Regions from separate parts of the Mus musculus genome. Here regions 1, 2, 3, 4, 6 and 7 are each linked to region 5. Evidence: chromatin contacts called from public HiChIP or PLAC-seq and promoter capture Hi-C data. All regions are on one chromosome and are shown on one strand. Each heading gives the region's core, a stretch centred on a gene start, on an enhancer-like site or on the middle of the called end of the contact. The rest is flanking DNA. Distances are from core to core; before and after follow the strand shown. Region 1 holds the start of Camkv (CaM kinase-like vesicle-associated). Region 2 holds the start of Sema3f (sema domain, immunoglobulin domain (Ig), short basic domain, secreted, (semaphorin) 3F). Region 3 holds the start of Gnai2 (guanine nucleotide binding protein (G protein), alpha inhibiting 2). Region 4 holds the start of Tmem115 (transmembrane protein 115). Region 5 holds the start of Qrich1 (glutamine-rich 1). Region 6 holds the start of Rbm5 (RNA binding motif protein 5). Region 7 holds the start of Rassf1 (Ras association (RalGDS/AF-6) domain family member 1).

Region 1 (4,184 bases), core at 202-2,701, 580 kb before region 5:
CTTTAGGGAGCCACCCCTTCCACTGACTCTAAAGCCATAATCCAGGTTCTTGGCCCCATTCTTGGATAGATTGTGATCCTCAAGAAAGATAGAAGATGTGTTTGAGGTATGTCGGTTCTGCCAGCCATGTCTTGGCTACAACATAAACTTGGAGGCTCATTGTATTAGGGATAATAGAAAAGACTGCATGCCAGGCTTTTCCTTCCTTCTGCAAACATTAGTTGAGCATTGTGAGATTAGACATAGGCTCTGTCAAGTTTGCCAAAAGGTTCCTATCCAGTACTGGGATGGATGTTAATGGCCAAGACTCTTCGTACTCAGGGGCCCAGATACAATGATAACATGGCCTAGAGGAAGTGACCAGAGTCGGGGAAAGACATGAAGAACTCAACAACCCTTCTGGAAGAGGTTATCCAGAAACCCTGAAGCAATTTCTCTGGCAATCTTCTGGCTTCAGCCCCAAGTTCTTCACTTGTTGGGTCCCATCTGTCCTCAGCTATGGGTGGTAATGCAAATAGGCTTGCTCAACATGTGACCCTGTTCCCAGGATGGCTGGGCCGGGCAGATCACTAGCAGGGTAAGATGGAATGGAGCCTGGGTCCAGACAATGGAAAACCTAAATGTGGCCTTTATTTATTGTCTCAGGATGGTCCTCAGGACTTGATGGGCAGTGGGATGGACCTTCAGTCCTCTTGCCTCCTTGAGAAGGGACAGAAATATGGTTAAGAACTTCATTGGAAATTCCTTCCTAGTACTTCCACAATACCATAACCTAGCCCAGGTCACCTGGGTCATGTTGCTTAGGAAATGTTTAAGGATTATTACAAAGAGAAGAAAGCAGACCCCATGCTACATCATAGGTGACTTTTAGTTTGGGAAATTCAGAACTATACAGAGGGGACTGACTGAGCCAGCCATGAGGCTGGTAATTTAGTTGGGAAAGATTTTGGCTTCACAGGAGTTGGATGTAGGATGGTCTGAGGGCCTCACTGTCTTGTCATTTCCAAATTGATCACAATTGCACACATAGTCCTGTGTGTTTATTCCTGTCTAGGAGGTGCTCCAGGGACTGCCCATGTGGTTCTAAGTAGATCCAACCCTTTGGATCAGGGTTGGGGAACTGGGCAGGGCCCTGGTCTCCTGCAAACTACTTCTAGCCAGGAGACTCCTGTGCAGTTCCAGGACTCAGGTTCTTCTCCAAGTCCTCACTCCTAACTCCTTACTTCGGGATTAGGAAGGGCCCCTTCGCCTCCTGTTGCTGGGTTTTGAGTCTGATGGCCTAAGTGAGCCTAGCAGGTGTTCGCCGCCAACCTGCATGCGCCCTCCCTCGAGTGGGATTCCAGTCTCCGGGTCTGCCAGGGTGGGGGCGGGCCGGGCGAGGAGGCCCCGCCCCCAGCCCGCCCCCGGCCCGGGGTGCGAATCCGCTGCCAGAGAGCGACTGGCGATGCTGGAGGTTCTGGAGTCGAAGCGGCTGCAGCTGGCGCCGCGTCTGCCCCGCGTGCCCGGAGCGGATTCTGCCCGCCGCCCCCGGAGCCCTGCTGAGCGGGTTATCGCTTCCTGCCTGTGACCGACCAGCTTTGCAGGTGCGGAGCAGGGAGGGCTGGGCCGGTGGGGAGGGCGCCTCCTGGATGCACGTTGGGGGGCCTTGGGAGATTGTTTCCCTGGTTAGAGAATCCCCGCGCAGGATGCGCGCGATCACCGCGAGGACTCTGGGGGTCCCAAGCAGGGGCACAGCGCACCGTTTCTGCAGATGCGAGGTGGGGTGGCGTGCGGGGTTGGGCTAAAGTTCCCCATTACCTCTGACGGCTTGGGAGGGTCCCAGAGAAAGCCTCTGCAGCTCCGAATTGTAAAAAACATAAACCCTCGAAGATTCGTGGTGCCCCTTATAGGGGTAAAGGGCCAAGGGCCGAGCGGTCCATCCTCGCTCCTAGAGCGGTCTTCAGCCCCTCCCCAACTGCCCCTGGGGGCCCCCTCCCTCTGGTTTGGCAGTCACTAATTTCCATGACAACGGAGAGTTCTTTATGGGCGACAATCCGGAGGGGGCTGGGCGGGGCTGCTGCGGGGCTGGGGGAGGAGGTTCTAAGCCCGAGTGGACTATTGGCCCCCAAGCTAAGTTCAGGCTTCCAAGCCTTCTGAGGGTCTTTTGTCAAGGGAGGTGGGGGCGCAGCGCACTGACACACGTGCGAGGTGGGGGTGCGGGGCGCACATGTTTCTGCTGGGAGGTGCGGGGCTTGCTGCTCACACGTGTGCCTCCCGCATGTGTGTTGCTGTGCCAGCGGGGGCGAGCCAGCAGCACTGGGGAAGGGGGTCAGAGTGGTACCATGGTGAAGAGCAGGGACTCTGCCTGGAGTCGCAGGGGACAATTAAAGCGTTAGCCTCTCTGTCTTTTTCAGCTTGCTATTGCTTGACAGGAGACCCTGGGCTTTTGAGCCCCAGCCCCATGAAGGGCTGCCAACTGCTCCCCGACCCCAAACCTGTTCTAGCAGGTTCCTTCCTAGAGAACAGGGCCCCCTTTTCCTCACCAAAAGCTCCTAGCTGGTCTATACGACTCTAGTGGGTCTTTTGCACACCAGCCTCCAAACACAGGCTCAGGCTTTGGGGCCCCCAGGACCACCTTTGCAGAAGTAGGCTGGCTTCCCCTCCCCCTCTGAGTTGATTACTGGCAGATTCAGTGACTTCTGAGCCTCCCTTTCCTAACTTGGAAATTAGTATCTCCATTCCCTTCATAGCCAGGATGGGACAGAGGTCTCCCTTTTTTTCCCCTCATTTAGTGTGGATCCCCAGGCGCCCTACCCTGGCTCTGTATATATCTGCTGCAGGCCCTTCTCTGTGTCTTCATTCCCTGGTGGCTACCAATTAGCCGGCTGGTGGCAGTCCTCTGCTCTGTTCAGGGAAACTGAGACCTGGGGGGTGTTGGTGTGCCTTTGTCTTCCTGTTTCTGGCTTGCTCATGGTGCTGTTTTGGCTGCTGCTTTTGGCCATCCTGAGATCTGCCCAAGACTGAGGCTGGGATGAAGAAGGGCCCTGGAAACCCAAGGCCTGGAGAGTTCAGCTGACTGAGGTGGAGATTGCTGGGGACCCTGGGTAAGGCTGGGCCAGCCGAGACGGCTTCTTAAGGAATTAGGCAGGCTTCTTTCTGGGTGTCTATCCTGCAATGCCAGTCTTTTCAACTTTTGGACCTCTTCGCCTAAGCGGGAGAGAGACTGGGGACTGACTGGCTGGGGACCGCAACAGCTGGCCTCTTCCACACCAAGAAGCTCCTAGAAGCTGACCTCTTTTTACTGGACCTCCTGTGCCAAGTGCACTCACTCTATGTCTGGGGGGATACTCAGGAATCTTGAAAGCCAAATGCCAGGGGTTGCTCCTGGCCCAGGGGATCCCAAAACGCGGCCTTGGAGGGTTTAGGCTGCTGCTGAGCATTCTGAGTCTTCTTCAGAATCTTCTGCCTGCTTCTCTCTTGTGGCTGTGTCCCTTGTACTCTGCTGCCTCCTTTTCTACTTCCAACAGATTCTGCCCTTGTCTCTCTTGGTCTCTGCACCTTTCTTTACTAAAGTCTCTGCTTTCCCCTCCCCCACCCTTTACGGGGAGCAGGGTCTCAGAACCTGCAGGGAAGGAGCCAGGCCTAAATGTCAGTTTGGGAAGAGGGACCTTTGCTAATACCTACCCCTTACTCCTCCCCTTGTTTTAAAACTTCCATCACCATAGCAACCTTATACTCCATTGCCTTCTGCAGATCCCTTTCCTCCAACCAAAGGGATGCAGGGCCTCCAGTGGCTTCAAAGATTGGGACCCCGGGTTCTAAGGCCAGTGACAATTGGCTCTTGGCTTTGCCTACATGTGGAGAGCTGACTATTCTGGAAATAGCAGTAGACTGCATGCTCACTTCTAAGACTGCAAGGTTGGGGGTTAGCAGGGGCTCCTCCATACTCCTAACATAGGTAGAAAAGAGTCAACACCAGGAACTATTCATGGTGGCTCAGCTTGTTGCCCACCCAGGACTGTATGATATCCAGTGTCTTAAGGCAACTGGACAGTAGGCTTGAAGCTTGACTCTGTCTTGTGTTACCACATACACTGGAAGGAGGTCACTACCTCCCCTAGGCTTGTGGCTGTGAGCTAGATGGGATTTGGGTTGGGGCATGTCCGTTTGCAGTAGCAAACTCAGTCCTAATCACTAAGAGAGGG
Region 2 (3,770 bases), core at 1,138-3,637, 810 kb before region 5:
TCCCTTCCCTTCAGCTAGCCCCTGAATACCTCCCATTCAACCCCAGTCCCCTTAAAGCCCCCAAGTCAGAACAAGCTCCAGTAGGTGGACAGGAGAAGAACAGTCACCGCCACCTGGGAGCCCACCAGGAGAAAAACCCGAAAAGGAGGAGAAGAAAGCTGGCGGGAGGGAACAAGGGAGGGAGGCAGCAGGCGGGAGGAGGAGAGAGGGAGGAGAGAGGGAGGGACGGAGGAGAGGCGCCTGAACAAAGAAACGAGGAGCTGGGGCTGGCAAGGGGTGCAGGAAAGGGGCGGACGGAGGAAGGGGTCCAGAGGCACCTGGGGGCGGGACAGGGGGCCAGGTGGTCAGATTGTCCAGCCTGATCCAGACCTCCCAAGCTCATAGTGCGTGTGTCTATGTGCGTGTATGTGTGTGTCAGGGGGAGCCTGTCTTAGCAGAGGAAGGTTGGCTCCTCTAGCAGAGAACTGCCTCAATTGAAGGGAGGCAAGGCAAGAACAGGGCTGTGGAGGAACACGGAGGAAATTACTAACAGCACCCCACCAGCTCATCAGCTAACACCCCCCCAACACACACCCCAAGACTCCTTCCTGGAGCCTTAGCTTCCCCCTCCCCCAACACCTCATAGACCAGGAAGCAGATCTGCTGGGACCGAAACCCCCTTTTGTGGCCAGGGTTTCCCAGTCAAGGTCACCTGGGCCAGGCTCCATCCCCACCCCCAAGGTACGCAGAGTAGCGGGGGCTGAGGCTGGGCTTCTGGCCTCTCCAACCCCCCACCTTCCTACTTCCGGGCCTGGCTCCTTTGGAACTACGGGGGAACAGTGGGGGTAGATCTGACTGCATTCTTGCTTGGCCCAGACAAGATAGTCCACTGCGTCCAGGCACACCCCCTGAGCAGCTGGAGAAGCAGCCCCGGCTCCATCCCACCCCCGGGCCCAGTTTTCCCCTATCTGTAACTAGGGTAGCGGGTACTGGAGAAAGAGTGAATTCGGGGAAACAGGACTCCTTCTACCTGGCCCAGCTCCACGGTGGACACAGGGAGGCTTCAGTCTGTCCTCTCCCCAGATGTTAATGGTCTGGTGGCAAAATGCACCTATTTCAAGAATGAGGAGTTATAGGTCCGGCTGGGACCCCAGCCTTAGTTCCAAAGGACTCTTCATCTTGACACTTTCCTTACCTCACCTGCTCTAGACAACCCGCCACCCCCCATGGTCCCTTGCCCACTTCACCACTAGGGTCCGTGGTTCAAACTGGGGCTTGACCCCAGGCTCTTCCAACTTAACAACACCTCACTTACACCGAGACCCCTGAACCGGAGAAGGACCGAGAGGCAGCTGGGGGCCAGGAGATCGGCAAATGGCTGAAAGAAAAGCCCATTTGGAAACAGATCCCCTTGTCTTGCGGTTCCGGGCGACCCTCCACGTGGGGGCTTCCAATTTAGACCTTCCCCTGGGGCTGACCTGGTCTTCAGATTAGAGACACTGTGGCAGTGCAAACGCGCCGTTTGGGAAAGAGTGCAGGCGTCAGCAGAGGACTAAAACAGAAGGATCCGAACTCCCACTCAACGAGGGTAAGGGTACCCACCCAAAACCTTGCGGGGGTGGAAAAAGTTAATTCACACACCAGTGATCCCGCAGGCCACATCACCTAGTCACACACACATCTTTACAGCGCCCGGGAACCGGGGAGGTTCAGGACGCCGGGACAGGTATGAAGCACATCCTAGTTCTGTCGCCTGGTACCCGCAGACAGTGTGCCACGGTTCGCCAGACCTCGCGCACTTCTAAGGAGTTGCAGTGCCGCGGATCCTAGTGGGGTCGGGAGGTCGTGTTCTCTCCGTACTCACCTCGTCCACGGCGGCGGGGCCTGGGCGCCCGGGCAGCGGTGGCCGCCGCAGCAGCGGAGAGGTTCGCGTCCGGCCGGTCCGCTTTAGCTGCCCCCCCCCCGGGCCACGGCCCTGTCCGCGCCCTCTTGTCTCTTAGCCTGAGCCGGGATCCGCACCGCGGACTCGGCTTCACTGGGTCCCCTGGCTTCGTGCACGTCAGCAGCCGAGGCCCCGGGCCCTAGCCCGGGCCATGGAAAGGCTCAGGGGCGCTCGGGGCCGCCTCCCCCGGGGCGGGCTGCGGGCGCCCCCTGGCCTGCGCGCCGAGGGCGCATTCCCCGGTGCGGGGCGCGGGCGGTGGCGCGCGCTAGGCTACAGAGCGCTGCGCTGGGCTCGGCCGGGTGGCGCTGCGCTTGCCTGGCTGTCTGACTAGGGCCCGGAGACCGAGCGGGGCTGCGCGGGTCCTCGAAGCGTACCCTGGCTCTACGCTGCGCTCGGGGCTCCCTGGACCGCTGCGGTTTGTTCCCTAGCTGCTCAGGTCTCGAGGCCGCTGGCGGGACGGGACGCTCGGAGCCGCGCGCGGAGCGCAGGCAATTGGCCGCCCGTGGGCGACATTTGCATAGCACGGCCCCGCCCCGCCGGGCCCGCCCGGCCCCACCTCCGGGGCGGGACCCTCCCGGCCACCGCCCCGCCCCCGCTCCACCTGTCCGCGGGCAGGGCTCAGGGTTCCCAGGCGGTGGGCAACCCGCGCCAGGGGAGACTGCTCTGCACCCTGCACCCCCGCCCTGGCATCGCGGGCGGCGCCCCCGCCCCGCCCTGGCTTTGTCTCTCCGTGGATACACGGCGCACATCGCGCCTGGTGTTTACCCGGGCATTCAACTCCCTGGTGAGAAGGGCTGGAGCGCAGGGGAGCAACCAGCTAGCACTCACCTGCGCGCCCCCTTCCGCGTTCCTCCTTCCTACTTGCTGCCAGCCACGGCCCAGCGGCGAAGGACCTGGGATGGCCCAGGCCTCTCAGCAGGTGGCGGTGCAGCCCTTGGGACGGTTGGCACTTCTGGACCTTCCGACAGATGGCTACCTCCAGAGTAGGTCAAGTGGGTGCAGCCCAGCCACTAGCTCTGTCCAGCTAGCCAAATGCTCCAAGTGATCACCTCAAACACCAGTAAGTCTCATTTCAAGCCAGCGGTCCTCACAGACTTTCCCTTTACAGTGCCATATTCCAGAGAACCCAGATGACAGGAGGACGACTCAAGGCATACCCCCCACCCCTCTGCTATGAAAAGGGCACTTGCTTTCAAATCTCAACAATTGAGCAAGAGCCTCCCCTGACCCCAGGAAGGGTCCCTCTGAGCAGCCCATCCCCCAAGGTCATGGCCTCATCAGCCAGAACCACTTCTCAGCCCTTCCCCATACACTCTTGCTGTGGTCCCAGGAGGCTTTGGCCCTCTTTGTCCTCTGCTTCCTCCCTGTCCTCCATCTCCTATTCCCTCCTCTTCTCTCCCTTCTCTTCTGTCTTCCTCCTTTCTTTCTCTCTGCCTTCTGCTCTCTCCCCACTCAGTCCTCCATTTGTCTTCTTCCTCCCCTTCCTACCCCTCTTTCCTCCTGTCTTCCTTTTCCATTTCTCTTTTCTTCTTCCTCCATCCTCTCCTTTTCCTGGCTACAACTCCCAGAAGAGCCACTCTTCCTCTGACCCACTGGCTGGCTGACTGTGTGCATTAGGTGGGTATCAGAGGGCTGCTGGGATACTACTGAGGGTCACCTGACTCACAAGTGGGGTACTTCCTATGCTTCCAAGAGGGCCTGGCTGTTTAAGGTGAGGAAATGTCTACCTGCTGTAGTGAGGGACAGCACCGATCTGATCTTCTCCCTAATGTCATACTTCACTCAAAACATTAACAAAGCCGGGCGGTGGTGGCGCACACCTTTAATCCCAGCACTTGGGAGGCAGAGG
Region 3 (3,944 bases), core at 869-3,368, 880 kb before region 5:
CAGATCCACATCTCCTTGGCCACCACAATAACTGCCAATAAACCTGGGAGGGGTTGGTAAGGGGCTCCGGGCTGGGCACTGGGAGGTAGCGGTCCCGGAAGTGCCCTCCCTAGGCCCAGCAGCAACGGACATTCCGCCGCTGCCGCTGCCGCCGCCGCGTCGACACCCACTCACTGCTCGCCGCACTCGCAGCAGAGACAGGAAGAGGCAAGCGCCCAACGCAAAGCAGCCCAGGAGGCTGGGCCGCCGCCCCTTCCCGCCCCTTCTCTTCCTCCCCGCGGCAGCAGTGGAGCGGATGCCATTTTGAAACCTCCGGGGCTGTGCCCCCAGGCCGGGTCCGCCGGGACAGTCAACAGATGGATCCATAAAGACGTACATGTTTCTCGGCCACAGGCCTGGCCAAAAAATAAAAAATAAAAAAAGCCAGGCTTTTCACAGCATGCAGGCCCCCAAGGCGGCCCTGGGGCTGAGGGGCCACACCCCCCCACATACTATCCAGCCGATTACGCTGCTGCGCGGCTTCTGCTGCTGCTAGGGCCTTGCTCCCCACAATCCAGAGGAACTGGTCTTCTCAAGTCAGGCTTCCACAGGGAGCCACTCTGACGACCGGTGTGGGTCTGGACACAAGCATCAGGCCCACTGCCTCTGCCAAAGCCTAGCTGGGATGCTTGAGCGCACACGGGGCTACAGGCAGCAGACTCCTTACCAGCCCCTCATTCAGCTTGCCCACCACCCCCACATCACAGTATTCCTCTGGGGAACCAACAGGTCTACTCAGTATCCTAGGCCATATCCCTGGCGTTCCAGCCCCGAGTGTGAGAAGCCCAGCAGCCGTCAGCAGATCTCTCCAGGCCGGCACACAGGGGCAGCAATATGTCGGTTGGTTCACTACTTCCACTTCCCCCCCATCCCAGCAGCCACCATCTTCCTTGGCCTTGGAAGTGACAACAACCCTAACTCCTCCATGTTCCCTCCTATTGCCCAGACTCCCCTGGCCCTGGCCCAGACAAGCCTTGGATCCCAGGGAATGGAACTTCCCGCAAATGCTAGAGGCCTGGCCCCTGTTTCCCAGTGTGACTCTCAGAGTCAGACCAACCTCTTGCAAAGGGTCTGCCCAGCTCAGCCTAGGCCCACCCCAGCCCCTGGTGCCCCTCCTCCTATCAACAAGGCCCACCTGGGGCAGGAGGGCGCAGAAGCAAGGGAACGGCAGAGTGTGAGAAAAGCCTTAAAAGAGGGGCAGATGATTTGGGGGTTGATACCTGCAGAGAGAGGGAGGGAGAGAGACAGAGAGAGAGAGAGAGACACACACACACAGAGAGAAAGAGAGATCTGGTGACCTGGAACAGAGGCCCTGCGGGGAATCCTGCTACAGAGAACTTGAGAGTAGTCAGTTTCCCTCTTAAAGAGGTTCTTGAAGGGTCAGAGTGCAAAGAGGGAGAATACAGATCCCAGAGTAAGGAAAAGAGGGAGTGGGTCGAGGCTTGACCAGGGTCCCAAGGAATGCTCGTGCCAAGAGAAATAGAACAGGTGGGGCTTGAAGGTGGGAGCCGGCAGGGTGCTGAGGGTTTAAGAAAAGCCTGAGAAAGTGCGGAAATACACGGCAGGGTCTGAGTTCTCTTGAGACTGGATAACAAGGGGGGGGGGAGATAGTCATACAAGGTTTGGTGTGTGGGATCTGGGATGAGTTGAGGGTCTGAATGAAGTCTGGACTAGGATTATAAATCTAGACCAATCCAGAGTTTCGGATCTTAAAAGGGTGGCTCCTACTGGTTTCAAGCGCAGGTGTAGGGTGCAAGGCCAGGCTGAGCAGTTTCAGGTCCTTGTCTGGGGATTAGCGTAGAGAGTCAAGGGTCCCAGAACGGGGCGCTGCCTCACCTAACAGAAGCAACTTCACCTCCCGCGCCGCCTTCTCGCCGTCCTCCCGCAGGTTCTTGTCGATCATTTTAGAGCGCTCGGCTGCCGCCTTGTCCTCGGCGCTCACGGTGCAGCCCATCCTGCCGTCCGCCGGCCCGGCCTGGCCCCCACACGGCCCACGGCCCGGCTCGGCCCCGCCCGACCCACTCCGCTCCCACCGCCGGCCCTCTGCGGGAAGCTCTCAGGTCCGCAGTTCCGAGCGACTGCGGGAGGCGCCTTCCCGGCCGCCGCGCACCGACGGCGGGGCGGGCCAGGGGTGGGGCCCGGGCGAACCAAGCCCGCGACTGGGCCGGGGCGGGTCTGGAGGAGGGGCCGAAGGAAATTTAGGGATGGTGATTGGTTGGAGGGCGGAGCCAAGGGAGAAGTTAGGCTCAGTCCAGCCTTAGGCGCAAGCTGAGAGCGGGGCCGCAACGAGGGAAGACACCAAGGGTAGAGCTAACACAGGCTTAGGCCTCTGGGCGGGCTGCAGGAGGAGCTAGTCTCCGATTGGATGCTGAGAGCCTGAGGCTCTGTTTCTGGACTGTAGGACTAGTTGATCTAGTAGCCCAAGGGTCAGGACTACCTGCCCTCGCCACAGGCCAAATAGAAACCAGGACTCTGAGCATTTGTGAATTATGAGAGTAAGATGGAGGAGGTGTGTCTTCTTCACTTGCTAAAACTGAGCCTATAAACTTATTTGGAGATCTACTAAACTCTGCGGAGGGTCACATGATCTCTTTCTGGACCTCGATTTTCTTTAAAGCAGCGCCCCCTCCTCTTCTGTGTAGGTTGCACCACATTAAAAACAAAAAGAGTTCACTGCCGCCTTTACACCTTTGAGTGGACTATCTTCTGTCATCTAAACGTCGTCCTTTTGCCTGATAGGTTGGGAACCTTTCTCCTGCAGGCAGCAATCCGGGGCTTCAACCAGAGACCAATGAGACTGGACTCTAGGAGAGATAGACAAGAGAGAGTTGTCATTGGACTTAAGGAAACAAACGTTGCCATGATCCTATAATCTGTTCCTTCCATCCTCTGTCAGCTTCTAGAGGCTTCTTCAGTTCCATGTCTCTTCTGGGTAGTGGCTGTGATCCTGTGGCTGTGCAAAGGTGGAAGTGGAGCTATTTCCAATCTTTGTGATCTGCTTTTTAAGAGGGGCCTATGACCCACCAACTTTGATTGGACGATTGAAGTGTGCAAGGTGTTCTGAGTGGCCCCAGACTAAAGCCAGAGAAGGACACTGCCATTAAGAGTTGGTCACAGGGCTGGAGAGATGACTCAGCGGTTAAGAGTGCCGACTGCTCTTCTGGAGATCCTGAGTTCAAATCCCAGTACCCACATGGTGGCTCACAACCATCCTTAATGAGATCTGACACCTTCTTCTGGTGTGTCTGAAGACAGCTACAGTGTACTTACATGTAATAATAAATAAATGGGGGGCGGGAGGGATGGCTCAGCGGTTAAGAGCATTGACTGCTCTTCCGCAGGTCCCGAGTTCAAATCCCAGCAACCACATGGTGGCTCACAACCATCTATAATGAGATCTGAGACCCTCTTCTGGGGTGTCTGAAGACAGCTACAGTGTACTTACATATAATAATAAATAAATGTTTAAAAAAAAAAGAGTTGGACACAGCCTCCTGTGAGAACAGCACTACCTGGACAAAGCGCGTGTTCCAGCTTCTACCCTCCAACTTGCTGGCTTGCTCTGGAGTGTCCGTGTGTCTCAATCATCAGAATGTCTTCCCTGTGGAGGTGTCATTAGCCTGTAATCATCCAGTGGTTCCCTCGGGGAACCTACCTGAAGCCTAAGCGGGCCCTGCCCTAGGCATGCAAGAAATAGGATAAGAACACATACTGCTACCTGTGGACAGTGCTGTTCTCTATCTATCTATCTATCTATCTATCTATCTATCTATCTATCTATCTATCTATCTATCTATCCACTTGTAGGACTTACCTCCAACGTGACAGATTCACAGAACACACCATGGACATGAGCACACACAGCCGAGCACAGTCTACTACACGCTGAAGACAGACAGATCCCT
Region 4 (4,156 bases), core at 998-3,497, 980 kb before region 5:
ATCCCCCTGCCTCAGCCATCCCAGTGCTGGATTATAGGCAAATACCACCACCCAGACTCTAAGACATTTTTAAATGATTGATTGATTGATTGATTGATTTTATGAGCATTGGTGTTTTGCCTGCATGTATTTCTGTGTGAGGATGTCAGATGCCCTGGAACTGGAGTTACAAACAGTTGTGAGCCACCATGTGGGTGCTGGGAACTGGGCCAGGGTCCTTTGGAAGAGCATCCAATGCTCTTAACCTCTGAACCATCTTTCCAGCCCCAGATTCTGATAATTTTTTAATAAGGTTTTTGGTACTTGGTTACTATCGTCCCTGTGGCCCATGGTTATTACTGACAGTGTCATTATAATTTGTGCTATTACTGTACTCTGAATAAATTTATTCTTGCTTCTATAGGAACAAATGAGTTGTTTTAGTTTTGTTTTGTTTTGTTTTGTTTTGTTTTGTTTTGGGGTGTGTGTGTGTGTGTGTGTGTGTAATATGGCATGGGATGTCCCTCTCCTGAAAATTGTTTATTCAAAAATCAAATCTGATTAAGTATTTGACTCTATTTTGTTTTGGGTTTTGGTTTTTAGTTTGGGTTTTGTTTTAGGGAGTTTTTTGTATAGCCTTTGCTGTCCTAGAGCTAACTCTGTAGACCAGGCTGGCCTCCAATTCACAGAGATCAACCTTAAAGGCTTGAACCACCACTGCCCAGTAACTCTGTATTTTGATTTGCTAAGTCAAACTTAGCAAACACTGGTATATGGCATACAGTAGGAACCCTAACCCCAGACAAAAATAAAAGGTGAAAGGTAGTTTTGAACACACAGGCAGTTGTACTGAGATCAATAGCTAAAAGGGGATTTTATAATAAAGTCCCTTGTAATATAATTAATCACATTTAAAAATATGCATATATATGTGTGTATATATATATGTGTGTGTATATATATATATATATATATATAACAAAAATCTCAGGGTTGGGGAGATGACTCCATAGTTAATAATGCCTGATGCTCTTACAGAGAACCTGTACCCCAGCACCCACATCTGGTGGCTCAGAAATCCAGCTTCCGACATGCTGTGGCCTCTGTGGTGGCTTGCACACTTAACGGCATATACACACAAAGACACACATACATGTAAATAAAATAACTTTTTTGGGGGTGGGGGAGGGTCGAGACAGGGTTTCTCTGTATAGCCCTGGCTGTCCTAAAACTCACTTTGTAGACCAGGCTGGCCTCGAACTCAGAAATCCACCTGCCTCTTCCTCCCGAGTGCTGGGATTAAAGGTGTGTGCCACCACGCCCGGCTATAAAATAACTTTTAAATACATCTCAAACACCCTGTTGACAGCCACTATAGCATAAAGTTGAGCCTAGACCAACTTGGCACTTATAGAGAGACTTAAATATATTTTTTCTTTAATGTTCATTGGTGTTTTGCCTGCATGTGTGTCTGTGTAAGGGTGTCAGAAACCCTGGAACTGGAGTTACAGTTATGAGCTGCCATGTGGTTGCTGGGAATTGAACCCAGGTCCTCTAGAAGAGCAGTCAGTGCTCTTAACCGCTAATCCATCGCTCCAGCTCAAGGGAGATTTCTCTGTCCAGTGGAATCAAGTGGGAAAAGAGTCGCTGAAGTAGCACAGCCTTGACCCTTATTCCCCCTTAGGTGGAAAGTTCATGTACAATTACAAGTACAATTCGCTGGAACAAGGACAATGTGAACGAACACCCAATACAACAATGGCAAGTCGTTTACACAGTTGCCTTCTTTGATCGTTAAGATAGGAAGAGCCTGCCATCATCATCATTTTTAAGGCTCCTGAAATTGCAGCGGGGAACTTGGTCAATAACACAGTGACTACAAATGACTGAACAAGCCCATCTTAGGCTTCACTTGCCAGACGACAGTTTCTGGTTAGTTCACACACGTTGGTACAACTCATCAGAACCGTTCACATTCTTATGTACCTGCTTACAAAGACACTGCTGTACCTGTACAAATCCTAAATAGAGCCAATCTCCTCCAAAGAATTGAGCAAGTGTGTGTGGCCCAAGGCGGTGCTACCTCTTGAACCCGCCCACTTAACACCTCCCTTTACTGCATCAGGAATACTGATCTCAACTTCCATAACTCCTAAGAACTGGAGGAGTAAGCACTGAAAACTACAACTCCCAAGCTCCCTAGCCCGTACACTCTACGGGACCGGTCGGCGCACAGCTTCTGGGACTTGTGGTTCTATGAAGAAACCGGTCGGCTAGGTCCCAAGGACTCCGTATCCCAGCATGCCGAGAAGCCGGAAGGCAAGCGCTCAGAGGGCGTACTGCCGCGGCCGCCGGCGGGGGCGCGCAGGCGCGGCGCCCCTGTTTGTCGGCCCCGGAGAGGGGAGGAGGTACCGTCAAGCCAAAACCCTAGCCCAGCCGGAGCTAAACGGGCTTGACTTGGGCCGGAACGAGGCACCAGTTCCCCGCAGATCGCAGAGTCTCAGAGTGGATGGAGGAAGCCTAGCCTTGAGATTAACGCTAGCCTGGCCGCTGGGCCGACGGAACCCGCAGGCAGGCGAGCCCAAGCTACCCAGGGCCTAACGACAGGTCCCCGGCAAGAAGACTTTCTCCTCGCTTTGGAACTACAACCGGATCAAACCGGAACCAGAGCCTTCCCACGGAACAGAAGCCAGTGAAGTAGCCGGGCCCGGGCCTCCCGTCGGGGCCGAACTGGGACGAGGCCCCGGGGAGGCCCCTAGGCCACCTTCCACACATTCCCTTAAGCCAACGTCCGCCAGGAAGATGCAACGCGCCCTACCTGGTGCCCGCCAACATCTGGGGGCCATCCTGGCCAGCGCCAGCGTGGTGGTGAAGGCACTGTGCGCCGTGGTACTGTTTCTCTACCTGCTTTCCTTCGCTGTGGACACGGGCTGCCTGGCCGTCACCCCAGGCTACCTTTTCCCACCCAACTTCTGGATCTGGACCCTGGCCACCCACGGGCTCATGGAACAGCACGTGTGGGACGTGGCCATTAGCCTGGCCACAGTGGTTGTGGCCGGGCGATTACTGGAGCCCCTCTGGGGAGCCTTGGAGCTGCTCATCTTCTTCTCGGTGGTGAATGTGTCAGTGGGGCTTCTGGGGGCCCTCGCCTACCTCCTCACCTACATGGCTTCCTTCAACTTGGTTTACCTGTTCACTATTCGTATCCACGGCGCCCTGGGTTTCCTAGGTGGTGTTCTGGTAGCCCTCAAGCAAACTATGGGAGACTGTGTGGTTCTGCGAGTGCCCCAGGTCCGCGTCAGCGTCGTTCCCATGCTGTTGCTGGCGTTGCTGCTACTCCTCCGGTTGGCCACGCTGCTCCAGAGCCCAGCCCTGGCTTCCTACGGCTTTGGGCTGCTATCCAGTTGGGTGTATCTTCGCTTCTATCAGCGCCATAGCCGGGGCCGAGGGGACATGGCTGACCATTTTGCTTTTGCCACCTTCTTCCCGGAGATCCTGCAACCGGTGGTGGGGCTGCTAGCGAACTTGGTGCACGGCCTCCTGGTGAAAGTAAAGATATGCCAGAAGACAGTGAAGCGCTACGATGTGGGAGCGCCGTCGTCCATCACTATCAGCCTCCCAGGCACAGACCCTCAAGATGCGGAGCGCAGAAGGTACTGGGAACTTCTCTAAAATCTTGGTAGCTAGACTGTTGGTGTGGCCACATAACCAGCCATTGAGATGTTTGCTCTATATAGGCTGGAGAGCTACAGGCAGGTGTTGGGAGCGGCTTCAGAAAAGGGATTCAGGTCTTGGCCTCGAGGGAACTGAATGTGTAGGTTTCTGGACTCTGTGTACCTCACAACTCGGACCACTAAACCTGGCTACAGAATGCCCAGTTACCTTTGGTCTTGCCTCAGAATTTCCAAATTCTAAGCACTGGTCCAGTGATAGACAGAAACTGTGGCTCTTTTCTCCTGTGATGGGAAATGGGGAAGGAGGTCTTTGTCCTTAAGTCTTTCCCTTCTTAATGTAGGATGATTGGGGTATTACTAAATTTACCCCAATCACCAACGGAGACAGGTTGTGTGCCTCACTGCGAGAGCCTCCTGACCACACCAGGCAGGTCAGAGACCTCTGCATCACCTGCTCAAGTGCAGCATCAGTAATCTCACTGCATTATTCACTGAACACGTTA
Region 5 (3,902 bases), core at 648-3,147:
CCTTGGGTACTTCTCTGTGGATCCAGACAGCCATCAAGGACAGGTGCTTAATTTGACCCACCTATACCCTTCTGTGTACTGATGGTGGAAGCTGTTCACTGTGATAAACACTCTCCCTACATCCCCTTAGCATTCTCCAAATAAGTTGGGAGGGACATTCATTACTTTCCAGTTAAGTCCAAGCACAAAATTTTATAGGGCTCTAACTTTTTTTAAGATTTATTTTATTTTATGTTAGTATGCTGCTGCTGTCTTCAGACACACCAGAAGAGGGCATCAGATCCCATTACAGATGGTTGTGAGCCATCATGTTGTGAATTGAACTCAGAACCTCTGGAAGAGCAGTCGGTGCTCTCAACTGCTGAGCCACCTCTCCAGCCCCGGCCCTAACTTTTTTACTCTTCAAAGTAGCAGGCAAGCTTAGAGTTTGTCATAATCCTCATGAAACTAAGGCACAGCACAGGCATCTAGTCCTTTATCTGAAATTACAGAGTTATTGACAACCTTGGTACCTCACCTCCATGATACCTCACCTCCTAGGTGATGAAGGGGAAGTAAGAAGCCCGGTTCGGGGTTGTTGGTCATTTTTCTTCTACTGCCTTTCAGATTGTCTTCAACCGAACTGTCACACTAAAAGAAGACCCAGGCAAAATATGAACTGAATACATGTGGCCCTACCTCATCCTGGAGGCTGGGGGTGCCCTTCAGCACTCCACACTCCGTTTCAATAAAGAATAACTAAATCCCTCTGGCGTCTCTCTGTTGTCTGCCTTTCTAATATCTGAGGACCCTGGAGAAATAGTTTGTTAGCTGGCAGTGGTGGGTCTCATATGTCTTCTGGAAGAATGCACTTCCCCAGAAAAGAGCCAGCCACAAAGTCACTACTGCACTTGGTTCTCAAAGGCAGGTGCATGGCTGGAATTAGCTCAGCACTTACTATGATAAACCTGAGAACCCCAGAGATGCTGTTGCACAGTCACCAGTCCTATGGAGGGATCTAGGTTTGTGTCTTTGTGGCTAGAGATCAAGAGACACATGACCCCCCGTGTGATCATTTAGAAAAAAGCCCTGTCAACTATTTAAGCATAGTGAGATAAATCATGAATGCTGTTGTGGCCTTTCCAGTTTGGGGACCCCAGCAAACTCCCTGGATGTCTATACGGTGCTGAGATGAGATTCCTGGCTATGCTGGCCCTTGGATTGGACCCCGTCTCAGAAATTGACTTCTGAAGAATTTGAAGATTAGAGTTTGCTAGGACAGGAACAAGTGCAGAAGGCACTAAGGTTTGCCCCAGACTGAGGGCCCCCTGGGTTGCTGGGAGCTTCTGGTGAGGCTGTAGGTGAGTGCCTGCAGCTTTAAAGCCTTCCACATTTTCCCTGTATACAAACACTAGGCTACCCAAGGCCTGCTTTAAGGTGGACCTGACTGTGGCAAAGCGATCTCAGATGAGAGGTGGTGCTGGGGGTTCCTGAAGCTGTTTTCTCCCGTGCACTAACGCCCCGAGCGCTTCCCAGGCGCGGCACAATGGTTAAAGCTGCGCCCAGTTCAGGGGTTTGAAAGGGGGCCACCTTAACCACGAGGCCGAGCTAGGCCCGGCCCCGCCTCGCGTGGAACTGTGCAACTAGAGGAGGCGCTAGCGGGACACCGTAGGTGGCTTCAAAAAGCATGCTTTCAGACCCAGGGCAGGGGCAAAATACCCCTGGATGCTGAACCCCGGGCCTAAGCCCCGCCCCGCATGGAGGGGTGCCCATGGGCGTGGCGCTCCTTCCCACAACGAGGGGTACGCTCTCCACTCCAACCGGTTCCCTCTGTGGCTGCAGCGTTCCCTTTAAGCCTGGCAGGCAGCTCTCGCGGGATCCGACGCTCCGGTTCTCGCGAGAAGGGCCTTCGGCTCCCATTGGCCGTGAGGGCTGAATGTAAGATGGCGCCCAGGGAGCTGTGAGGAGAAAATCCTGTCGGTCTCGGAGCGGCGACGGCAGAACCGAGGCCCCGGGCGGTGAAGCGGGGCCGGCGGGTAGAACGGAGGCAGCGGCGGCGGTGACGTCGCCGGGTGAGGGCTCTGGTGAGGGCGGGGACGCAGCAAGGCTCTGGCTCGAAGGCGGCAGGCCCACCCTACACAACGGCGGGCGGGCGGGGGCGGGCGGGCCGCTGCCGCTGGGCCCAGGCGACCTCAGGGCGGCTTCAGAGCGGAGAACGTCCCTCGGCTCGCGAGCCTCCGCCCCACGGGTGGGGGAGGGGCGGGCCTGAGGGGCGGGTGGGCGCGGCGCACGGGGGCGCGCGGAGGCGCGCGCGCACGAGCGTGGCTTTTTTTTTTCTTTTTTTTTTTTTTCTCATTTTTCTGCGCGCGCGCGTGCGTTATCGTGCGCGCTGTGCGGTCCTCTCGTTGCGCGTAGCCGCCCGACGTGCGCGTCCCCGTTGGCTCTCAGCTGTGGCCCGTGGGCTAGAACGGCTTCCGGGGCGCGCGCCACCCCGCGACCCCCCGGTTTTGCGGCGCGCGCCCTGCTGTTGGTCGCTCACGCTGTCCGGAGTGCGCGCCGGACGCCCCTTCCAAGAGGAGGGCAGACGGGCGGGCGGGCGAGCGGCCTGGCGGACGACCGACCTGCCGACTGGGGAAGGTTGAGGGTTGGGCCCTTGTCCTCGTGACGTCCGGGGCAGCGGTGGCCTAGGTCTGCGGAGAAACATAGCGGCTTTGCGGTCTGGCTTGCGGCTCCGCTCCTCCGGGAGGCGGACAGGAGTGCTCGTACTAACTGAAGAATGCTGTTACTTAAGCGAGGCCCAAGGACTGGGTGGGTGCTTGGGGAGGGTGCTGCTCTGCTTGGGAAACCGAGTCCTGCTGGCCGGAGAGGGCATTGGGTCCCCATGGGTTTCCTCACCTTGTACTGGTGCTTTGTGCTGAGGAGAGAAGGTTACCATTACCAGGCCCCGCTTTTCTTCCATTAGAACCGATTCTTCCATAAGCGCAGTTGATACACGTCACCTCTGTGCGCTCCGGAAAGAGATCCTCCTCTGTATATGGTATCAAACTCTCGGAGCTCTAAAATTCCGCTTTAAATCCTCACTTAAATGCAGCCTCCCCCCCCCCTTTTTTTTTTCCACCTCCGCGTGGGTGGGAGGGGCTTGCCTTTCTGTTCTTGATAAGGGCTGTTTCTTAACCTTGATTAACTTGATCAATGCTTTGCCGGTTTTTTTCTTTGTAATTTCTAAAATGTCCAGCAAAAATTTCTAAAATCTGCCTGTCACTATAAAAACTATGTAACTGAAGTTCTTCTCAGCTTTTTTTTTTCTTTCCACATTTTGTTTCAGTGCTGTGATCTTCTATCTAGGAAATTCTAGGTTTGTGATGGAGAAATACACAGCTCTTTTTTTCTAAGACAAAACATCTGCTAGTTTATTTTTACAATTTTGTTACATTAAGCCTGAGGAAAAGCAAGCTAAAAGGATTTTTATTCCTTTTAGTAGCAACCAAACTTTGATAGTAATGACTTTTTTTTAATATACTGTATTTTTTTAAGAACAAAGTTAAAACTTAAAAAGAGGCTGAGGATGGAAGGAACTTCTTTGTTCTATCTTCTTCAGAATGTTAGAAGTCTTAAGAACTCAGGACAAGCAGCAGACATACATGCAACATGGTGACTGGTGAGTTAAAAATCATTCATACGCTGGAAGTATGTGTGCAGTCCGTTACCCCCCAACCCCTTGGTAATACTGAAACTTTACAAATCTTGTCATTCTTTCTTGGTGTTGTCTGCTAGAAGCTGCTACCTACTAGGAAACTGCTGATGAGGGAAACGGTATTAGTTTGTTCATTGGACAACAGTCCCTAAAATCGAAGTCAGTGGAATATTCATGATTAACATTGCAAAGCATCAGCTAAGAACCTAAATGGTTTTCCAAAACAAAC
Region 6 (3,683 bases), core at 829-3,328, 750 kb before region 5:
AACTAGCTTTTCCCTTTCTCGATCGTCTTGATGTAAGCCACGCTCCTAGGCTGCTCAGCTTTGAGCCTCCCAGGCCACTGTATCTATCACTAGGGAATAACAAGGATTGGCACTCACTCACTGCTTCTCAAGCAGGCTTTGAATAGCTCCTGCCCACAGCTGGAACTTTCCATGGCCTACTCCACACTGCTTTCCTTAACCTAGTTCTTAGCCTTTGGACTGCACCTCCGACAATACTTTCCCCAAGACACTTCCCTTTCTCCTCATGTGTCCAGACAGTACTTTACATTTTTTATCCTAACTGTTAACTCTCACTAGACTGAAGCTTGTGAGAACAGAATCATGAAAGTAGTCATTTGGAACACTTGAAACACAATAGACATTTAAATATTCATTTGCAAAATAAATAATTTATTACTGTTGTTGCTTTGTTTTGTTTTTGTTTTTCCTTTTTTGAGACAGGCCTTCTCTATGTAGCCCTGGCTGGCCTTGAACTCAGTGAGATTTGCCTGTCTCTGCGGGGATTAAAACCTGTAAGCTGCCATCACCACACAGGGCTGAATAAACAATTTTAAACAAATATTTCAGTCCCAACTAAGCTGTTGAGATCAAAGGCATGTCATGTATTGAAACTCACCTTTTGTCTGAACCCATCGTCTCACGGAAGAGCTAGCACACTGCTTCAAAAGGCTTAAATTTTCCCCTAGGGGTGGGAAAGAGAAAAATTGCAAATTTCAGAGATCACTTAATTCAAGAACCCTACAAACTGGGATAGAAACTGTGGCTAATACTTAACAATGACTAAAAAGAGGAAGGAAAAGGAGGCTGTCAACACTAAGTCATAATTGTGTTAAGAAGCAGGAAGATGAAGGTCACTTTAACATATTAAGATCATATATTCAATAAGAAACTCAAGAAGGGTGAAGGCTTTAGACACCTTGGACACTCCCACTACAATTACAAAGCAAAAAGCTCCTGATTTTCATAACCAAAGCAACGCTATTTATTGAGATGGACAATGATTAAAGCATTCATCCAACTGTCTTCGTTAATATAAAATTCAACACTAAAATTGTAACACGATCTCAAATTTTTCTGACAAAAACTTAGAAGCTGGAATGCTGATCTGATTGAAATTTACATATATAACACATCGCCTGATCTCAATTTATTTCAGTAAGACAAGACCAAACCTTGACTCGGCTTAATATCTGTGTATCAATAACACCTATGTCTTGGACCAGCCCTGATCGACAACAGGCCACCGAGTGACCCACAGCCTTTCCCCGGCCGATTGGCCGTAATAAAACATCACACAGCTATGATGCCTGTGATGTCCCAGAAACTATAGTTACTGCCATTTCTAGAATCTGGTCTTTTAAAGCAAGCACTTAACAAACATTCGTTGACTTAAAAAATAAGAGACATCTAGTGGGTCAAGTTCCGGGGTCGAACGGCTACGGCTGTCCCTTGTTTTCGCCCGAGATGCCCGCACCCACCTCCCAGGGAGGTTGCCCATGCCCACCTCCGCGGGGTATCGCAGCCGAGATGGCGGCGCAACTGAATCCGGCATTCAGTCCATCTTTCTTATCTTCCATCCATCCCTCCCCACACCCATTCCCAACCACCTTTCGCACAGCGAGATTCAGTTGGAGACTCAGGGCGATGATGGCTTAAGAGACTGCCAGGCGCTCCACAGCTCCGCACGACAGGGGATTCGGGACAACGTCCCAGCAAGAGACAAACAACTCCAAAGAGGCGGGTCGAGGACCGGGCTAGGGGGCAACCTATGAAAGCCAGCAGAGCCAGAGGCGAGGAGGGGCGCGGCCCTCAAGCGCTTGCTTAGTTTAGTCTCTTCAAAGACTCGGCTGAGCGGTCACCTCTGGCGGCTGACAGGCAGACTTAAGGGACAGCACCAATTGCAAAATCACTGGGGTGTAATGGACGGCAGCCGCACTCACCCCCACAGAGGGAACAAAGCAGGAGCAGTAGCGGCTCTGCGCCCCAGAACCTCCTACAAGGTTCGGCCGCTCCACAAAATGGCGTCTCCACCGACCGTCTTCTCCTACCCACAGTCCCTCGCGCGTCGACCTTCCCCCACCTCCCATCCTACCCGCCTCTCCAGAGGCGTCCAATCAGCGAGGGTGCCGGTCTGCGCGAGGGCTGCCGGGAAGTGTGGTCGCCCAGGCAGCCTGTCACTATACCCTGCGTTAATTTTTTTGCGTATTTCATCTGCTCCATGACAAAGCTGCCATTCAGCTTCTGAGAACCCGGATGTGAACTTTACCAGCGCTTGACACACTGTAAAACGTATAATCCAGTTCGTAGAGAAGGCATACTACGGATTACTTCCCTAGTCGTTTTACAAACATACAGAGCTAATAATTCGGTAAACTGGAAACTGAACTAGCTTGTTTTCAGAAGCCATGCCAGCACTAGAATATGAACTCCAGAACAATAGGGATATTTTGTTGTAAGACCCTGCCACAAGCAAACAAAACAACAATAAAACCAAGCCTGTGAGATAGCCTCATCAGGTAAGGCTTACTGCCAAGCCTAAAACCCTGAGTTCCATCCCTGCAATTCACAGGATGGAAAGAGAACCACGCATGAGAGTAGTCTTCTGATGTGGCAAACATGGATGTGTGTTCAAATACACCAACAATAAGTAAATGCAAAGCAGCCCAAATTCAAACCAAATCATCACCCAACTACACATTAAAAAAAAAAATCCAACAAAACAGACAAAACCCTAGAGGTTCCCCCCCCCCCTCTCTCTGCTTTTTGTGGAGATATTGTCATCCAGTTGCCATAACTTGTCCTCTGCATATGTAGTTATTAGGGAGCAGATTTCCCTCATTTTTTTTTTTAATTTTTCTTCCCTTCCCTCCCTTTTGTTTTCTTTAGAAAGGGTCTCTATAGTTCTGGTTAGCCTGGAATTCACAATGTAGACTGACCAAGATCCATCTCCTTAGTGTGGGACTGTTTCTGACCCTCCAGTTTTCACCTCCTTCTGGGATTACAAGTCTGATAAGAATAACGGTGTGCAGGAATTAGGGTGACTGAAACTGGCTAGAAATGCCTGATAACACAGCTGAAGGAACACATACTCAACATCTTTCTTTTGTATCTATGTATTCTCAGTATACAATTATGTAAATGTTAAGATATGCCCAATTATGGTTGAGTATATATAACACACTTAACCGCAGAAAATATACATTTGTCTGCAGATCATAGAAACCACTTATAGCAGGGTGTGGTGATCCATGCCTATAATCCCAGAGGTAATTGGATCTCTGAGTTCAAGGCCAGCCTGGTCTAAAAAGGTGAGTTCCAGGAAAGCCAGGGTGATATAAAGAACTCACTCACTGGTTGCTGGGATTAAAGGTGAGCCACCATGCTGCCAATTCAATTTTAAACTCAAAAGCTACTCCCCTATCCCTAGACAGATTCCATCCAGGGATGAATGGCATCCTCTCAATTGTGTCTGTCTGTTGAGTAGAATTGTTTTTGTGAGTAGATGGACTATATATCCTAGGCTATCTGGTAGTCGATGTACCAAAGACAATGGAAATTGTTCTAATTTAAGCAACACAAAAAAGCAAATATATTATTGAACAAAGTTTTAATAAAATAATCTTAAGTCTTTCATTTTAAAAACTTAAAAGCTGGAGATGGAG
Region 7 (3,658 bases), core at 1,012-3,511, 970 kb before region 5:
GGCGGAGATGATGGAATTTGAGATATCCCTGAAAGCCCTCTCGGTGCTTCGCTACATCACAGACTGCGTGGATAGGTGGGCCACCCTCCAAGGCCCGGGGGCGAGCACACAACAAGGGGCTGTGTGTCCTGGCCCGTGGCCTCTGCTGACCACCCTTCTACCCTACCTCTAGCCTTTCCCTGAGCACACTGAACCGCATGCTCAGGACTCACAACTTGCCCTGCCTCTTGGTGGAACTGCTGGAGCACAGTCCCTGGAGCCGGCGGGTAGGAGGTAAGGCTCCCCCTCCCATTTGCCTAAGATGTAACTGGCTGCTTCCAGAACACCCTTCAGGATCAGTGTGAAGGGTACAGGGTACACATTTAGGATTCTGGGATACCTCACCCGAGATGGGACTAGAGTTTGACTCTGAGGCAGACAAGTCCTGTGAACCATTTGTTGAAGACTCCACCTTGTTCTGACGTCTGGTGGCCCAGGCTTTCTAACCTTGCCAGGCAGTGGTGGACAGTCCTCCGGACCACACACTCTCAAAGATAACACAACACCCACCGGCATCCGGTGGGCTCCTTCTCCTCCCCCAGGCAAGCTGCAGCATTTTGAGAGTGGCCGATGGCAGACGGTGGCCCCCTCAGAGCAGCAAAAGCTGAATAAACTGGATGGGCAAGTATGGATCGCCCTGTACAATCTACTGCTCAGCCCTGAGGCCCGAGCCCGTTACTGCCTTACAAGCTTTGCCAAGGGACAGCTGCTTAAGGTGGAGAACTCAATGACCCCGCCCAGCCCCACTGCCCCCCTGCCCAGACCCACCCCCCAGGGCATCCTGGCCTGTCCCTGTCCCCTTTCCACAACTTGGGCTTCAGGCATCGACAGGGGAGCTGGTAAGATGCAAACCCTCCAAGGACGCTCAGCCCAATTTCAGGACTTCCTGTCTCTTGGCCCTCTGGCTAGGAACAGTTAGTTTCTCAATGGCCTTCCCTGGATCTCTTGCAGCTTCAGGCCTTCCTCACTGACACACTACTCGACCAGTTGCCCAATCTTGCCGATCTGAAGGGTTTCCTGGCCCACCTGTCCCTGGCTGAAACCCAGCCCCCTAAGAAGGACCTAGTGTTAGAACAGGTAAGGCCCTAGAACATGCTTGGGAGTGCTTGGGACGGTGGTCCACTTTTCCGGCTCCTTCCTCCCTGTCTCCATTACACTTTTTTAGATCCCAGAAATCTGGGATCGCCTGGAGAGAGAGAACAAAGGGAAATGGCAGGCTATCGCCAAGCACCAGCTTCAGCACGTATTCAGCCTCTCGGAGAAGGATCTTCGTCAACAAGCACAGAGGTAAAGTCCACTGAGTGGCTGAAGTCACGTGCATAGGACCAAGGAGGGAAGGTCACCTAGTGCTTCTGTGCACCTACCTGCCCGGTCCGTCCATTCAGCTCTTCTCGACTCCTCCCCCAGGTGGGCTGAAACCTACAGGCTGGATGTCCTAGAGGCAGTAGCTCCGGAGAGGCCCCGCTGCGGCTACTGCAACGCAGAGGCCTCCAAGCGCTGCTCCAGATGCCAGAATGTGTGGTATTGCTGCAGGTGAGGCGATCCTGGGACCTTAGTTGCCCCCCTAAGCTCCAACCCTGGGTTCTCCTACAAGCCCTGTCATTGTCATGCAACCCACCCCGCTGCAGGGAGTGTCAAGTCAAGCACTGGGAGAAGCACGGAAAGACATGTGTTCTAGCAGCCCAAGGTGACAGAGCCAAGTGAAGGCCGTAGCTGCCGAGGGCCGACAGAAGAGCGCACCCAGACTGTGACTGAGCTTCAGGGACTCGTGGCTCGCCCCTGTCAGACCTCAATTTCCCTGGTGAGCACAGCTGAGTCAAGTAGAGCTGCAAACCACCACACTCTTCACTTCCTGCCCCACCCAGCGAATACGCAGAGGACCAGGCCACAGCATCAGCAAACTGGCAGACAGGGTTGGGGGGTGTAAGCAAGGGCCGGATGTGGAGACCCTCTTCCTTTCGCACAATAAAGCAGACTCATGAAACGCAACAGTGTGGCGCTGTACAGTCATCCTTGGGGTCGGGGGAGAAGACTGGACGGAAAGATTGGGAAGGGGCTCTTTGAAAGGGCCCACCCCTGTGCCGTGCCCCGCCCACAAGTCCACACGGTCGGCTCGCCTAGGGTTCCAGCGCGTCCTCCTCGGCTCTTTCCCGCCGCCCTGCCTGGATCCTGGGGGCGGTGCCGAAGTCGCGGCCCGCCCTGCGGCCTCGCCCGCTCGGTACTCACTAGCTGCTAGTCCGCTACAGCACCGGCCTGACCGGGCCATGTCGGCGGAGCCAGAACTCATTGAACTACGCGAGCTGGCACCGTCCGGGCGCATCGGTCCAGGCCGTACCCGGCTGGAGCGTGCCAACGCTCTGCGCATCGCCCCGGGTACAACACGCAATCCGTCACAGCAGCACGTCCCGGGTCGTGGCCACCGTTTCCAGCCTGCAGGGCCCACCACGCACACGTGGTGCGACCTCTGTGGAGACTTCATCTGGGGCGTCGTGCGCAAGGGCCTACAGTGCGCGCGTGAGTAAGCGGCCCCACACAGCCAGCGACTACGGAAAGGGAGGCAGCACCATAGTTGCGGGTCAAGCGGCAGTGGAGGGCTGGTCAGTTGTGATGATCCTGCAGACCAGATCTCCTGGCCTTGCTCCATCAGGGAGAGTGCTTGAGAAAATGGTTTATCACTTGTCACGCTCTGTCCGTGCACAGTTGGGCAGAGTTAGTTGTCTGTGAATAAGAAGGTGCTTCAAGTTTGTCTTTAAAGTGCTTGTGCCCTTTCTTGAAAAGCCTTTGTGCCTGCTGAGCTCTGAGCCTACATTCCGAGGCCCGCCTCTTCCCAACGATTGGCTCACTGTGTTCCCCCTCTAGATTCCTGGGTGACGTCTCCCACATTAATAGGGGGCCAGAAAAAGTTAGAACCTTAGTTAGGCTCCTTGTTAGTAGGAATTCTATTGAAACTTCAGTCAAGGTTGTTTTGAGTCAAGGATGCAGAGGCTAAAACATGGAGTCCAGCCACACACACAATGAGTGGTCCTTCTGACCTAGGAATTACCAGCAAACAGAACCACGCAGGACAATATATACCTTCCAGTCTCCTCGCGCCTACTTCTCCTCTCAGACTTGTTGACTCCGTTGTTGAAAGTGGACCTTAGGCATCCTGGTTTTTCTGTTTTGGTTTGGTTTTTTGGTTGTTTTGTTGTGTTTTAAGACAGGGTTTCACTCTGCAGCCCTGGCTTGCCTAGAACTCTCTATGCAGACCAGGCTGTGACAAGCAACCCACCTGCCCCTGCCTCCCAAGTTCTGATGTATAGTTTTGAGTTGAGAATCGGTGCTTTGGGCCATATAGGAACTTAAAAATGGCACTGTAGGCCTGTGTGTGCCTCCAGATCATCTCATTCACTATACAAGTATGTCACAAACTCAGCTAGTGTAGCAGTTTGTGACAGAATGCCACATGAGAGCAAGAGCTGCGGCATCTCAGCATTCACAAGGAGAAAGAAAGCTGCTCTGGGGTTCTTGTCTAGGAAGCAAGACAGTTTGGGAGATAAGGAAGAAACCAAAGGCAAATGGAGGGTTTGCTTCAGATTGGGCTTACAGTGATAACTTGTTGAGATAGGAACCCTGGGGT

What was found. Promoter capture Hi-C pulls out the DNA fragments that hold promoters and counts their contacts. HiChIP or PLAC-seq counts read pairs in DNA pulled down with a chosen protein or histone mark.
Region 1: a contact with region 5 is called in a promoter capture Hi-C map of cranial neural crest. The contact joins the promoter of Camkv here to the promoter of Qrich1 in region 5. A contact is called at or near these places in 7 of 39 promoter capture datasets (3T3-L1-derived adipocytes, cranial neural crest, frontonasal cranial neural crest and 4 more) and 2 of 9 other capture datasets (adipose tissue and pancreatic islet).
Region 2: a contact with region 5 is called in a FOXA1 HiChIP or PLAC-seq map of pancreatic cancer cells. The contact joins the promoter of Sema3f here to the promoter of Qrich1 in region 5. A contact is called at or near these places in 3 of 115 datasets of contacts at active chromatin or transcription factors (astrocytes, bone marrow-derived macrophages and pancreatic cancer cells) and 1 of 9 other capture datasets (macrophages).
Region 3: an H3K4me3 HiChIP or PLAC-seq map of bone marrow-derived macrophages shows a contact between it and region 5, with 4 times the contacts expected there. The contact joins the promoter of Gnai2 here to the promoter of Qrich1 in region 5. A contact is called at or near these places in 5 of 39 promoter capture datasets (fetal liver, hematopoietic stem and progenitor cells, liver and 1 more), 4 of 115 datasets of contacts at active chromatin or transcription factors (bone marrow-derived macrophages, large pre-B cells, pancreatic cancer cells and 1 more) and 2 of 9 other capture datasets (adipose tissue and liver).
Region 4: an H3K27ac HiChIP or PLAC-seq map of microglia shows a contact between it and region 5, with 5 times the contacts expected there. The contact joins the promoter of Tmem115 here to the promoter of Qrich1 in region 5. A contact is called at or near these places in 1 of 39 promoter capture datasets (pre-B cells) and 2 of 115 datasets of contacts at active chromatin or transcription factors (effector CD8 T cells and microglia).
Region 6: a contact with region 5 is called in a promoter capture Hi-C map of liver, with 2.8 times the contacts expected there. The contact joins the promoter of Rbm5 here to the promoter of Qrich1 in region 5. A contact is called at or near these places in 12 of 39 promoter capture datasets (the 3T3-L1 cell line, the C10 cell line, cranial neural crest and 8 more), 3 of 484 Hi-C or Micro-C datasets (B cells, CD4 T cells and muscle stem cells), 10 of 115 datasets of contacts at active chromatin or transcription factors (astrocytes, bone marrow-derived macrophages, effector CD8 T cells and 6 more) and 4 of 9 other capture datasets (adipose tissue, embryonic stem cells, liver and 1 more).
Region 7: a contact with region 5 is called in a promoter capture Hi-C map of liver, with 2.5 times the contacts expected there. The contact joins the promoter of Rassf1 here to the promoter of Qrich1 in region 5. A contact is called at or near these places in 9 of 39 promoter capture datasets (the 3T3-L1 cell line, the C10 cell line, erythroid cells and 5 more), 9 of 115 datasets of contacts at active chromatin or transcription factors (bone marrow-derived macrophages, differentiating embryonic stem cells, double positive thymocytes and 6 more) and 2 of 9 other capture datasets (adipose tissue and liver).

What each region holds. Positions count from the first base shown.
Region 1 is chr9:107,934,469-107,938,652 of GRCm38.p6, forward strand. Camkv (CaM kinase-like vesicle-associated) reads left to right here and starts at 1,452. Exons shown (of 11, transcript NM_145621.2): 1 at 1,452-1,583.
Region 2 is chr9:107,707,575-107,711,344 of GRCm38.p6, forward strand. It overlaps Sema3f (sema domain, immunoglobulin domain (Ig), short basic domain, secreted, (semaphorin) 3F), which reads right to left and starts at 2,388. Exons shown (of 18, transcript NM_001379496.1): 1 at 1,844-2,388.
Region 3 is chr9:107,633,225-107,637,168 of GRCm38.p6, forward strand. Gnai2 (guanine nucleotide binding protein (G protein), alpha inhibiting 2) reads right to left here and starts at 2,119. Exons shown (of 9, transcript NM_008138.5): 1 at 1,876-2,119. The coding sequence starts at 1,993.
Region 4 is chr9:107,531,698-107,535,853 of GRCm38.p6, forward strand. It overlaps Tmem115 (transmembrane protein 115), which reads left to right and starts at 2,248. Exons shown (of 2, transcript NM_019704.2): 1 at 2,248-3,632. The coding sequence starts at 2,782.
Region 5 is chr9:108,515,190-108,519,091 of GRCm38.p6, forward strand. Qrich1 (glutamine-rich 1) reads left to right here and starts at 1,898. Exons shown (of 10, transcript NM_175143.5): 1 at 1,898-2,051. Qars (glutaminyl-tRNA synthetase) reads left to right here. Exons shown (of 24, transcript NM_133794.2): 23 at 1-43; 24 at 607-752. The coding sequence ends at 657.
Region 6 is chr9:107,768,924-107,772,606 of GRCm38.p6, forward strand. Rbm5 (RNA binding motif protein 5) reads right to left here and starts at 2,079. Exons shown (of 25, transcript NM_148930.3): 1 at 1,962-2,079; 2 at 638-703. The coding sequence starts at 654.
Region 7 is chr9:107,549,294-107,552,951 of GRCm38.p6, forward strand. Rassf1 (Ras association (RalGDS/AF-6) domain family member 1) reads left to right here and starts at 2,262. Exons shown (of 6, transcript NM_001243748.1): 1 at 2,262-2,553. The coding sequence starts at 2,304. It overlaps Zmynd10 (zinc finger, MYND domain containing 10), which reads left to right. Exons shown (of 12, transcript NM_053253.4): 6 at 1-75; 7 at 173-273; 8 at 582-754; 9 at 991-1,116; 10 at 1,205-1,326; 11 at 1,447-1,572; 12 at 1,668-2,028. The coding sequence ends at 1,743. Gm34106 (predicted gene, 34106) reads right to left here and starts at 1,544. Exons shown (of 2, transcript NR_168657.1): 1 at 1,404-1,544.